2 separate regions of the Ovis aries genome follow, and region 2 is linked to region 1. Evidence: chromatin contacts called from public Hi-C data. All regions are on one chromosome and are shown on one strand. Each heading gives the region's core, a stretch centred on a gene start, on an enhancer-like site or on the middle of the called end of the contact. The rest is flanking DNA. Distances are from core to core; before and after follow the strand shown. Region 1 overlaps XYLT1 (xylosyltransferase 1). Region 2 holds the start of LOC132658545 (a long non-coding RNA gene).

What was found. A called contact is a pair of places that touch in the nucleus more often than the background predicts.
Region 2: a Hi-C map of liver shows a contact between it and region 1, with 4 times the contacts expected there. The contact joins two enhancer-like sites. A contact is called at or near these places in 2 of 16 Hi-C or Micro-C datasets (liver and mixed tissues).

Annotation. Positions count from the first base shown.
Region 1 is chr24:16,163,727-16,170,392 of ARS-UI_Ramb_v3.0, forward strand. The region is part of intron 2 of XYLT1 (xylosyltransferase 1); the gene reads left to right. LOC132658544 (a long non-coding RNA gene) reads right to left here. Exons shown (of 2, transcript XR_009598344.1): 2 at 1-6,666. Among named protein-coding and RNA genes, the nearest start is that of XYLT1, 140 kb to the left of the region's middle. Within about 2 kb of position 4,240, at least 6 of the 54 cell types and tissues checked have an H3K27ac peak or open chromatin away from gene starts, as enhancers often do. A contact at or near this core is called in liver, where this site is marked.
Region 2 is chr24:16,277,845-16,284,532 of ARS-UI_Ramb_v3.0, forward strand. The region is part of intron 3 of XYLT1 (xylosyltransferase 1); the gene reads left to right. LOC132658545 (a long non-coding RNA gene) reads right to left here and starts at 5,828. Exons shown (of 2, transcript XR_009598345.1): 1 at 5,660-5,828; 2 at 1-5,328. Within about 2 kb of position 2,972, at least 1 of the 54 cell types and tissues checked has an H3K27ac peak or open chromatin away from gene starts, as enhancers often do. A contact at or near this core is called in liver, where this site is marked.

The sequences.
Region 1 (6,666 bases), core at 2,990-5,489:
CAGGCAAGAATACTGGAGTGGGTTACCATTCCCTTCTCCAGGGGATCTTCCATACCCACAGCTTGAACCCAGGTCTTCTGCATTGCAGGCAGATTCTTTACCATCTGAGCCACCAGGGAAGCCCCCCTGTTTTAATGGTAAGGACACTAAGGCAGAGCTTACAATGTGCTAAGTAACTTCAGTTGTGTCTGACTCTTTGCGACACCACGGATTGCCTGCTGGGTTCCTCTGTCCATGGGGTTCTCTAGGCAAGAATACTATAGTGGGTTGCCAGTTTCTTCTCCAGAGGATCTTTCCTACCCAGGAATTGAACCCATGTCTCTTACATCTCCTGAATTGGCAGGTGATGCCACCTGGGAAGTGCCAGATCTTATAAAGGGGCCACTTAGGCCAAGACAGAGCCAGAAGGAAGGCTGTTCCAGGCAGAGGGAAGAGCAGGCACAGACTCCCAAAGACTCAGACGGAAGATATGAAGAAGTCTGGTGGGGAGGGGGTGTGATGAGTGGGCTTGGCAGGAGGTTAGGACATGAGGTTAGAGAGGTGGGCAGCAGCCAGTGACACGGCCGTTATCCCAGCCAATGACTGAGGAAAGGGGGTGGAGCTGCTTCCTTTCACCAAGGTCACAGAGCTGCTGTCAGAGCCGATTCCAAACCCAAGCTCCGTGACCTGGACGCGACATGGCCCAGAATGGCTCCTGTTTCCTGCTCTGCCCTCTGTCACCCCATGTGTTCTGAGATGGGGTTTGGGAAAAGCAATGGAGACAGCGTTCTTCCTGTTGTTCTTCTAGGATCTAAGAGGCAGAGAGGGACTCCTGCAGGTTCCCAGTTGACTTGAATAGGGCAGGCATTTTATACCTCTTTCATGACCACTTATTAGCTGCTTCTGAAGTGCCAGGCTCTGTAACAGATATTTTCCATGTATTTCTGGACATGGTATTGAAAGTAGGCCCTTTACAATAGATGGACAGTCATTGTCCCCATTTTATAGATGTGAAAACCAAGGCCTAGAAAGTGGAGGCAGCTTTTAGCCCAGCCTACTTGACAGCCAGCCGTGCTTTCCTCCCCAGTGTTTTTCTGACTTGTCTCTGTGTTGTCTGTGACACCTGGGTGTTCATTATATACATTGGCAGCATCAGTTGTTGAATTCAAGGGCCAGGTTCTGAGCTACAGTTGCTGTTGGGAATCTGCATCATTGATGCCTAACATTGGATTTTGCTGAGGCTCCAACTAGCATGCAGGAAACAGACCTTTAGCTAGTGAGAGAAGCAGGCCAGGTCACCTGACCCTGTACATTAGGGATGTCCTGTGCTGAGGCAGTGTGGATTAGTGGTTACGAACCCAGGTTTTGGACTGATGTCAGGCAAACCCCAGTTCCAGTTTCCCTCTTATTTCTTCTTCGAGTATTTATGCAGGACCTACTGTGTGCCAGTATTACTCCAGACACTGAGGAGTCCAAGGTCCCTGACCTCATGGAGCTCAGTAAGCAGAAACAGACTATGAACACCTAAAGAAATACATAAATAAGAAGCTTCAAGGACATGGAAAGCTGCTATAGAAAAATTAAACAGGGTGATGAGATGGACTCAGGGTTTGTGTTGGGGTAAGTGGTCTTGGAGCCCAACTTTGAATGATGAGAGTCAGTCAGACAGACATTCAGAGCTGCAGGGGAGAACTCCAGGCAGAGGAGTCTGTGTGTAAATGTCCTGAGGCGGGAATGAGCCTGGCTTGGTGCTTGAAACATGGTGATGAATGAGGGGAGGAGGAAGGAGATGATGGAGGGGGGCAGTCAGTGGATCCCATAGCGTCTCACAGGCCATGAGAAGGAGCTTGGGTTTTTATTATTTTATTTATTTATTTTAAAAGATCCTATGTGACGATGCATCATGTCATAGTTTATTGGTTTTTTTTTTTCCCCCACATCTTAACTTTTGATGGTGTGTGGGGTCTCATTTCTCCAACCAGAAATCAAACCTGCATCACCCTGCATTGAAAGCGTGAAGTCTTAACGACTGGGCTGTTAGGAAAGTCCCTGAATTTTATTTCAATTGCAAAAGAATACGTGAGGGTCATGGGACACTGCATGTAAATATCTGTACAGTGCCTGGCACGGTGTGCTAGTCCCTCAAATGTTAGCTGTTGGTGTTATTATGTATTTATGGTTACTTTGTATTTGGACATTCATTCCCCAGACCTCTGGTATGTCTGCCATGAATCTCAAAGGTTGCCTTTTTTCTCCCCTCATAAATGACCTGAGGAGAAGTTACAGCTCAAGGAACCACGAAGAGATGGCACGAGGCAAGCACCTAGAAATGGATTCCCATCACAATTCATTGCTGCCGATGACGAGAGGCCCCTTAAATCTGGCTGGAGCTTAAAAGTCAGTTCTTTCGGATACCAGGTTCTGTGAAAGATTAGCTTTAATCCCAAATCCCTCCACTCTCTAAGTCAGCCAAGTAGAGGTAAAAGAGAGCCTCAGGAGAAGGGGCCCCCTAACTCAGAAATCTGCATGGAGTTGGGAAGCAAGATAACTGTGCTCCCTCCCCCAACCCTCAACTGTCATTCAAAACTCAGTAAATACTGGCTGCCAAAATCCTCCAGTCCCCCAGGCCCAGAAGACATGTGTAAATATCTCTTCTCCATGTGGTATCCAAAGATGGAGTCAACATGCTTAATTTCCTGTGGATTCCGCTGTTGGTTGCTACAACCTAGAAAATTGATCAGATAAAGGCTGTATACTGAAGGGAGGACAGTTTGTGTTGTGAGTCATGGAAGAAGATGGCGGCAGGAAGGCCAGCCAGCCAGGTGGGATCCTGCTTAATCCCGCTTTGCTCTCGCACTCTGCTGGGGCTGAGTGAGATGGGCAGGAGCTGATGGAGGTGGGAAGTCAGCGGATCCCATAGCGTCTGGGTGCAGCTTCCTAACCCTCTTCTCTGAGTTTTGCAGGTTGTCATCACATTCTTGTTGGCCCCATATCAAAGCCCAGAGATCTTGATTTAATTCAGTGGTAAGAATCTTGCAGAGTAATCTGCTGTGTTTAGAATGAATAACCTCATGCATAAGTTTGGTTGAGTCCCTTCGCTCTTCACCTGAAACTACCACGACATTGTTAATCAGCCATACCCCAATATAAGATGTTTTTGATGTTAAAAAAAATTAAAATGAATAGCCAGCAAGGACTGTAGAGTACATGGAACTCTCCTCAATGTTAGTGGAAGCCTGGATGGGAGCTTCAGGGAGAAGGGATCCATGTATATGTGTGGCTGAGTCCCCCTTCACTGTTCACCTGAAACTGTCACAATATTTTTAATCAGATATGCCCCAATACAAAATAAAAAGTTTAAAATTAAAAAAAAAAAAGAATCTTGCAAAGAAAGATCCAGGCTAGATATTCTGATTTGAGTTTAGAGCAATTGGATATAAAGGTCAAGGGCACAGGCCTCAGAGGCAGACTAGGGATCCACCCAACAGGTTGGTGGCCTTGTGAGCTTCCATCTCCTAACCTAGGAATCGTTCTGTGTCTGCCTCAGAGGGTTCAGAATTTATTAAGCGCCTGTTATGTGTCCGGTCCTGGGCTGTGGTGCTGGAGGACATGCAGTGGAAGGCATGTCTTGGTCTTCATGAGATGACCAAGATGGTGGAGAGATGGGCCAAAATCAACCCACTGAACCATGGACCAACACTGCAGCAGTGACCCACTGTGACTGGATACGGGGAAAGAAGAGAACGCTTAAAGGACGAGGGGGTGCAGATGCCCAGAGTGACAGACACACAGGGCACACAGGGCAAGAAATGGATGGAGATCAACGTAGCTGAAGGGAAAAGGTGGAAGGAAAGAGGCCTGAGCTGGGACTGAATGGAGGGATGAGTTCAGAGTTTGCCAAGCCTGGTAGGTAGCACTCTGGTTTCATTCTAAGGCTGTGCACCATCTCTGGCCTGGCACTTTGCTTTAGCCTCCGCATCTGCTTGCTTCTCCTCCCTCCCCTTCTCTGACTGCCACCCCTCAGCAGATATTCTCAGCTCAACTTCCGGAGAGCTGTTCTTTTAAATCACGAGTTGGATGAGGTCATGTCTCTGCACTCAGCCTTCCACTGGCTCTCATGCCACTTGAAGTGTGAGCCAAAGGCCCGGCCTTGGCAAAGCTCCCACTGACCTCTGGACTTGATCACCCACTGCCTCCTCTCTCCCTGACCCTTTCAGGCACATCACCCCAGGACTGAGTTTTTCTTGTTTCTTTGACTGAGCTTCTAGGTATTGGATTGTGAGTCATTATGACAGAAGGCATCCCTTTTTGCTTAGGCCACCAGGAAGCACAGAGCCTTGTCTCTTATCAATTGTAGCCATTCTGTTAGCTTTGGTTGATAAAGCTTCCCCTCCTTCACAGTAGGTATTGATCCTCTAGCTCTAGGTCAGCGGTTTTCTGGCTTTTTTTGTCTTTCGTGGCAGGCTTACCTTTTATGGGATAGGTGGGGGCAGGTATAAAGTGCAGTTTGGTTTCACATGCTGCTCTAAACTAATTTGTGTGTCTGTCTCCTCTAACCTAAAGTAAGAGCAGACACATTAATGCCATTTGTGGAGAAATAGTTCATAGTGGTGGGGATTGGGGGTGGTGTTGAGAGAGGAACCTCTGATGCTCTGAGGGAAACCTGCAACGCATTTTCTGGGATGTAGAGTCTAGTAGTTTCTGGGGGGCTTTAAAAGTGACTTTGACTCAGCCAGTGTGCAACTAGGGTGGGCTGACTGCACACTCCGTCCTCTGCAGCCCCGAAGGTGCTGGTGTGTGGGCGATGGGTGGGAGGCTCAGTCAGAGCCCCATCAGGCTCCTTGCCAGGGAGTGGGGAGCTGGTGGACACTCGAGGACCATGGTTCATTACCTCGGGGCCTGTCGCTACAGAGCTTTCTGTCTCCTGATCCAAGGACTACAGAGAGCTCCTGAAATGACTCCTGGACAAAGTCTGCTTAGAAGTCAAAACTAGCAAGTAGTAAATGAACCAGTTTGCTCTGGCCTGTAGAACATTTTTAGACAATTGGGTTTTCATCTTCTCTGGGCTGGAGAAGCCCTGTCCAGCACTCCCGGAGCAACGACCGTGACTCAGTGACTCGCCCTGCTGGGGCTGCGTTTGGAATCTCTGGACAGAATAGAAGTAAGAGACCCCCGCTTAACGCTTCAATCTCACCCTTTCCCATACAGAGCTCTGTGGGTTAGCCATCTGGGGTGGATCCTTCCAGCCTAATTTTCACTTTCCAGTTGGGGGAACTGAGGCTTAGAGAGGTTAAGAGACGAGCTTACTGATGCAGCCCTGACAATAGTTGCTCCACATGGAGGCAGAATTGTTCCCAATAACATAGCGGATTTTTTAAAACATGTTTCCCTCTATGGTTTGAATTGTTTTTCCCTTAATGAAAGGAAACCTTTTTTACCTAACTATACCAGCAGCATTATAGCAATATGAACAGAGTGCCACGTTGAAGAAGGAAAGAATTTACCCACAGCTCCACCTCTCTGGCTAGAAATCAAGCAGCGTCCGTGGGTCTGGGTAGTCCCTATCTGCACACACAGATCATCCTTACAGAGTTATAAGCACAAGGAACGTTCCCTTCCAAGGAGCCCCACATGCCATAAAAGTAGCGGCAAAGAGGAGCCTTGTCTGGTGGGTGGCTGCCCGCGAGGCGGCGTCTGGAGGCCCTGCTGGAGAGGGAGGCCTTGTTCTGTGCTGTAAGGCCTCACTGTGTGCCCCCTTTCCCCGCCCCTGCCCACCCCCACCCTAGCCCCAGCAGCCAGAGGCCAAGATTTTGGCCAGGCAGGCCAGGCTCCGGCTTCCTGCCCTCACAAGCAGGCCTCTGTGGGGTTGCCAGGCGCCAGGGAAGGGGCTGAGATGTGGAACAGCAGATTTCTGTCTGGTCCTGATGCTGGCAGACAGCCCAGGGCAGCCTTGCGAACATCAGACCAGGTACTGGGGGCAGACTGGCAGACAGGAACACGTTTGAGCCAGAGCGGGACCGCTTCAGACCCGCCGGGGCAGGCCATCTGTGGCCACGGCCCTCTCCTTCAGCTTCTCTGCTCGACTTCTGCCAGTGGGCCCTTTCCCAAAAGACCTGGTCCCTTAGGACAGGCCTGGAGTCTCCATGTGGCACCCAGCAGTCCTTCTCAGATATGAATACCCCTGGGAACAGCCCTGATCCGTGAGAACTTGCATAAATACCAGAACTTGCCAGAGAAGCAATAGGAGCGTCAGCTTTAGACTTCAGGAATTTATTTCTGTGTCCTGCCCTCCTCGTGCAAGTTTGAGGCTCTCTGTACCTCTGTTTCCTCATCTGCAAAATGAGATCCGATAGGCTTGTGGTGAGGAATCAATAGTAAACAACACGCACACGCACGCGCACACACACACACAAATTAGTGCAAGGAAAATTTGAAACCTAACTAAGGTCTGTGGTCTGGTTAGCAGTACTAGGCTGATGTTCATTGTCAGACTCTGACACAGACTCTGACACAGCGCTGCGGTTACATATGATGTCACTTTGGGGGATGCTGGGCCAAGGAACACGGCCCTCCCTGGAATGTCTTGGTGACTTTCTGTGAGTTTGTAACTTTTTTAAATTTTTATTTGTTTTTGGCTGTGCTGGGTCTTTGTTGCTGTGCAGGCTTTCCTCTAGTTGTGGCGAGCAG
Region 2 (6,688 bases), core at 1,722-4,221, 110 kb after region 1:
CCTTGCCACTGGGACAGCATGGTTGGAACTTGAGGACCTTGTGCTGAGTGAAACAAACCAGACTAGCACAAACATTGCATGATACCACTTATACATGGAATCATTTCATGAAAGTTAAACTTTTGGAAACAGAGAGTAGGAAAGTGGTCACCGGGGACTGGGGGTAGAGGGAAGAGAACAGATTGTCAAAGGATACACCCTTGTAGCAATAAGATGAATAAGATCTGAGACTAAGCTGATAACACTGTATTGTACGAGGGAAAGTCACAGAGAGTAGAATGTAAATGTTTCCACCCTCTAAATAAATGAGGTGATGATATGCTAATTAACTGGATGGGGGAATCATTTCACAATGTATATGTATATCAGATCACCCCAGTGTACACTGTAAATATCTTAAAATTTTCTATGTCAATTATGCTTCGATAAAGCTGAACAATGAAGGAAGATTGGGAGAAAGGACCAACAACCAGCCCTGTCTCAAGAGAGTTGTTGTTGTTCAGTCACTCAGTCATGTCCAACTCTTTGTGACCTCACCGTTCCTGTCCCTCACTATCTCCCAGAGTTTGCTCAAATTCATGTCCATTGAGTCACGGACATGGTGATGCCATCCAACCATCTCATCCTCTGTCTCTCCCTTCTCCTCCTGCCCTCAATCTTTCCCAGCACCAGGGTCTTTTCCAGTGAGTTGCATGTTCGCCTCAGGTGGCCAAAGTACTAGAGCTTCAGCTTCAACATCAGTCCTTCCAATGTATATTCAGGGTTGATTGCCTTTAGGATTGGTTTGATCTCCTTGATGTCCAAGGGACTCTCATGAGTCTTCTCCAGCACCACAGTTCGAAATCATCAGTTCTTCAGCATTCAGCCAACTCTCACATCCATACATTACTAACAGAAAAACCATAGTTTTGACTAGACAGACCTTTGTTGGCAAAGTGTCGTCTCTGCTTTTTAATACTCTCTCTAAGTTTGTCATAGCTTTGCTTCCAAAGAGCAAGCATCTTTTAATTTCATGGCTGTGGCCGCTGTCTGCAGTGATTTTGGAGCCCAAGAAAGTAAAGTCTGTCACTTTGTTTTGTATCCAGTGATGCTAATTCCGTGGTCAGGCTAAAGTTCTAGACTATTGAAATGTTACCTCCTCATCTGCTAGAATAAAGCATGGGTTTGTCGCCGATGCAGCCCTCTGCAGAGAGGGTAACTTGTCATCAGTTATTCAGTGCCTTGCAGCCTCAGAACCACCCCCCATGGTGAGATGGGGGTAATAATCATGGTATCTGCCTCCTAGACCTCAGGGAAATTAAGTAATGAGATCCTGTGTGCATAGTGCTTAGGGCTCAGTATGCCTCAGACGTCATTATTGTTCTGGAAGAGTCTTGGGGACCAAGGAAGGGAAATGACTGGCTCACGGCTCCATGGCTGGTTCACAGCAGTAGCAAGATTTGGATCCAGACACGTGGCCCTGTGGCCTTTTCGAAATCCCTTGAGAGCAGAGGGCTTCTCTCAAGTTCTAATCACCAGAACTCAGCATTGAAACTTCCCAGTGAGAAAAAAAAAGCCCTTGGCCCAAGTCTGAGGAAGCACCTAGAACCTGCCAGGCTTTCTCCTCCGAAGCCCTGACTCCTGCTCAGCGCAGCAGCCTGGTGTGCCAACGTGCCCCGCCCACGAGCACCACCCAGTGGGGTCAGGGGCAGATTGGGCATCCTCTCTGTTTTTAAGAAATGTGTCGTGTTTTGGTTAGAACACTTAACGTGAGATCTACCCTCTTAACACAGTTTAGGCACACAATCCAGTATTGTTGGCTATAGGTGCAGCATTGTGCTCAGATCTCTAGCACCCGTTCATTGGGTTCATCTGGAACTCTGTGCCCATGGGTGGTAATTCCCTACTCCCCGAACCCTCAGCCCCTGGCCACCACATTTCCCCTCTTTGATCCTATGAGTTAGACACGTGAGGTCACTCATAAGAGTGGAATCACGCTGGATTTGTCTTTCTGGGACCGGTTTATTCAGCTCAGTGCGTGTCCTCAACATTCAGCCTGGTGGGAGTGCAAAATGGTGTAGCCACAATGGAAAGCAGTGTGGAGGCTCCTCAAAAAATTAAAAATAGAGCTACCTGTGACTAACCCGCTTTGTAGAGAAAGAACTGACGATCAGAGAGGTGTCTTTTCATAGTCCTTGCTCTGAAGAGGCCGAGCTGGCAGTGGTTCTGAGCCGTGGAGCCCGCCCCAAGCCTAGGGCACGGGCCTGGGTGCGCCCCTGACCCCAATCCTATTTGTAACACAGTCTTATCTCCACTTCTCCCCAAGATCCAGCCACCCCTATAATTTGGAACCAAGTCAGAAAGCTCCCCTTGCAACAGCTCAAAGAGGCCCCTTCAGAGCATAAATAGAATTGCGGGCTTTGTTGGTGGAATAACTATTCCAGTCAAGAGGCTCCTTCGTTTTGCATTTGTTATTAGTTGTGATCAGAGGCAGATGCCGCAGAGGGAGACTCTGGGTGTGGGTGTTTATTTGCAGCAGTGAGCTCCCAGGTATACACAGCCCCGAGAGGCCACGTGGCCTTGAGGTAGAGTGCTGGAGCTGAGCCCAGTGGTTACAACAAACTTGATCCTGAATAGCCAAATCGAAATGGTGGCAGTAATGCTGGCAGTGTTGATAGCTATTCTAACGGACACAGACATCCACGTGAGACAGACTCTGTGATGATAATGTACCCATTTTACAGATGAGAGAACTGAGGCCTGGAGAGGTGGTTTAACTGCTCCAAAGTCACACAGATCTGCCTGACCAGAGGCTATGCTCTTAACCACTGTAGCTCACTGTCTCCTCCCAGATCGTATCCCTAAAGGGAACCACAAGCATAGTCATTGCCAACATGTCGACATTTGCACAGCGCATTGGTCCTTGCAGAGTACCTTCGTCTTCAGCAGCTCTTTAGAGCCCAAGGGTTGCATAGCCCTTATTTGACCCATGGCAATAAATTGGGTAATAGGCTGAAGCTGGCACAGCTAGTTGCTGGGCAGAGCCCTCCGTGAGCACTTGTCCTTGGCCTTCCCACCTGCATGGCAAAAATATACTTTATATGCCTGCCCACAACTGTGGCTTTTTAACATTTGTCTGAAGTCAGCTTCTCCTGCTGCCTCTAATCACTCTGATTCTTCCACTTATTTTCTGTTTTATGCCACAGGAATCTGATTACACTGTTAAATTCATAGCTTTTTTTAGGAACCGGGCAACGTTTGGATCTCAGTCTGTAAAGACACACATAGCTCTGACCACATGTCATTGTTATCTGTCCTGCAGCTGAAAAAAAGCCAACTGATAGGCTTCTAGGAAGAGATTTTCATCTTTTGGAAATGAGGACAATTTGATGGAGCATAGTGGCAATAATAGGGCTTGCGTAAAACAGACCAGCTCCATTTCCAGCTCAACGAACTCCTAACCGGGACGTCTCTGAACTTCAGCTTCCTTCGCCATATCAGAGGAAGATAATAACCCTTTTCTCATAGAAGTTTGGATGGAAGTAAAAAAAAAATCGTGCACAGAAATGGCTTAATACATAGCTGGCATGTTCAGTAAACAGTAGAAGTATTAGAAGTATCAGTAAGCATCGCCTTTTAGGAGAAGGCAATGGCAACCCACTCCAGTACTCTTGCCTGGAAAATCCCATGGGTGGAGGAGCCTGGTAGGCTGCAGTCCATGGGGTTGCGAAGAGTCAGACATGACTGAGTGACTTCACGTTCATGAATTGGAGAAGGAAATGGCAACCCACTCCAGTGTTCTTGCCTGGAGAATCCGAGGAACAGGGGAGCCTGGCGGGCTGCCATCTGTGGGGTCGCACAGAGTCAGACACAACTGAAGTGACTTAGCAGCAGCAGCAGCAGCAAGCATCGCCTTTATTGTTAGGTTGGCTGATAAAAGTTATCCGTCTTACAAAATGTAGTTAACATGGAAAAGTATAAGGAAGAAATGAAAACTGTCATGCCACCATGGATCTTCTGTTAATGTTTGGGGGCAGGTCTTTTAATTGTTATGGATTGCATTGAAGGACTTCTGCTTTGCTTAATATGTTATAGATAATGTTCTGTATCAACAAGTATGACCTTTGGGTCGATTCCTATTTGGGACTATTATAAACACCATGGAGATGGAGGCCTCAGGACCTTTGCACTTGCTATGACAGCTGCCCAGAATCCTCCTCCATCCGTGATAATTAAATGACTCACCCCCTCAGTTCACTCTGAGCTTGTTCAAGTGTATCCACTTCACATCAGCCTACGTTTGGCCACCATAGTCAAATAATCTGCCCCCCTTTAACATGCTTAAATTTTTTTCTTCATAGTCTATATCACTATGTTTGCAATTGTATTCTCTGTTTACTTGCTTTTTTAAAAATTAGGGTATCATTGCTTTACAGGTTTCCTGGGTGGTACTAGTGATAAAGAACCCACTTGCTCATGCAGGAGATATAAGAAATGCAGGTTCCATCCCTGGGTTGGGAAGAACCCCTGGAGGAGGGCAAGGCAACCCACTCCAGTATTCTTGTCTAGAGAATCCCCTGGACAGAGGAGCCTGGCGGGCTGCAGTCCGTAGATTGCACAGAGTAGGCCATGGCTTAAGTGCCTTAGCACACACTCACGTAGTTGCTTTACAATGTTGTATTGGCTCCTGCTGTACAATAAAGTAAACCAGCTATAAGCATACATATATCCCCTCCCTCCTGCATCTCCCCCATCCACCATCCGGGGCAGCACAGAGCTGGGCTCCCCGTGCTGTGCTGTGCGTTCCCGCTGGCTGTCTGTCTCACCCGTGCTGGTGTATAAACGCCAGTGCCACCCTCTCGGTTCATCCCACCTTCCTTCTCCCTGCCGTGTCCACACGCCCATGCTGTCTGTGTCTCTGTTCCCAGGCTGCAGCTAGCTCACCTGCACCGTTTTCTAGATCCCACATATATGCGTTACTATATGATATTCGTTTTTCTCTTTCTGACTTACTTCACTCTGTGTATTTGCTTACTTTTGTATTGGCTTTCTACTCCACTCACCTAAGCAGGATTCAGGAGAGGACTCTGTCGTGTCCAGGGTGCCCAGAGGAGATGCTGGATAGTTGACTAGATGAACAAAGAGCACCCTATTCACGGACGTGTGTGCGTGCTCAGCCATGCTTGACTCTTTGTGACCCCATGATCTGTAGCCCCCAAGCAGGAGTACTGGAGTGGATTGCTGTTTCCTTCTCCAGGAGTTTCCCAATCCAGGAATGGAACCTGAGTCTCCTGCGTCTCCTGCATCAGCAGGCAGATTCGTTACCACAAGCGCCACCTGGGAAACCCTCTATACATGGAAAGAAAGAAAGAACGTGAAGTCACTCAGTCATGTCTGACTCTTTGCGACCCCATGGACTGTAACCTACCAGGATCCTCTGTCCATGGGATTTTCCAGGCAAGAGTACTGGAGTGGGTTGCCATATACATGGAGACATGCATATTTGCCTTCTTCCCCCAGGATAGATTCTTAGGAGTGAAATTACTGGGTCGAGGGACCTGCATGTGTAACACTATAATACTTGTTGCCACATCACCTCTGGCCAGGCTCTGCCAGCCCCTACTCCCTCCAGCGGGTGGGAGAGAGCCCCTCCCCATTCCTGCCCTTCTGGGAAGCTCACCACAGCCCGCTGACGATCCCACTCCTGGTGGTGGAGGCCGGCAGCTTTCCAGGACCGCAGTCCCGGAAACGGTGACCAGGCTTGAGGAGGCCCACGCTGCCTGGTCTCTGGGGTGGTTTCCTGTCTCCTCAGCAACCCCGTGTCCGAGCAGCTTGCTGGAAAGGTCGATGCAGGAGCCGGGGCTGTGGAGCAAAAATAAGAAGCTGGTGACTGGCAGCTGGCCCAGAGTGCCATGAACCTCGGCCCCTTTGACTGCCCTCCCTTGCCCCCCCTCCGCCCCGCCCCGTTGCAACACAGGGCAGAAAACTCGCCCATTCACGCTCTCTTGTTTATTTGACAAAATGCCTCAGGGTTCTCCCATGTGCCAACGTGGGGATCATTGCCATTGTGGTCATGGAGCCAGCCTGTGAATGTCTCAGGGTGAGGCCTGGGCCTCACCCTCTTCTTTCATCTCTGGGCTCACGAGAGTACAGGGCTGGCCAGGGGACCGGCGAGGGGAGAGTGTGTAAAGAATGGAAGTAGTCTGGGGGGAAGGGACCAGGCAGTGTCTCCAGCCTGGGGGCATATTTTGATTCTGAAATTCTGGAACTTTCGTTGGCCTTTGCTTTCAAGGCTAGCTGCATCACTCTCGGGTCAAGTGGATCCAGCTTTTCTGGTGGAGAAGCTTCCCCCTTGCCCCTGCCTCCGTGTGTATGTCTAGCTGGGTGTGTTTGTCTCCGTTTTTGTCCGTGTGTCTCTGTCTGTGCCCGTGATTCTTCATGGGTCTCTCTGTATATTTCTTTCCCGTATATGGGGGAGGAGGAGGTCCTCCTGTCTCTCTCTGCTTTTCCCTGGATTTGTGTGTGCCCACCTCCACCTCTCATCCCCAATGCCATCTCTCTGTCTCTTTTCTGTGGATATTTTTGTCTTTCTCACCCACCCTTAATGCCCAGAATAGCTGGCTTTCCTGGTGCCTCAGATGATAAAGAATCTGCCTGCAATTTGGGAGACCCAGGTTCCTGGTTCAGGAAGATCCCCTGGAGGAGGGCA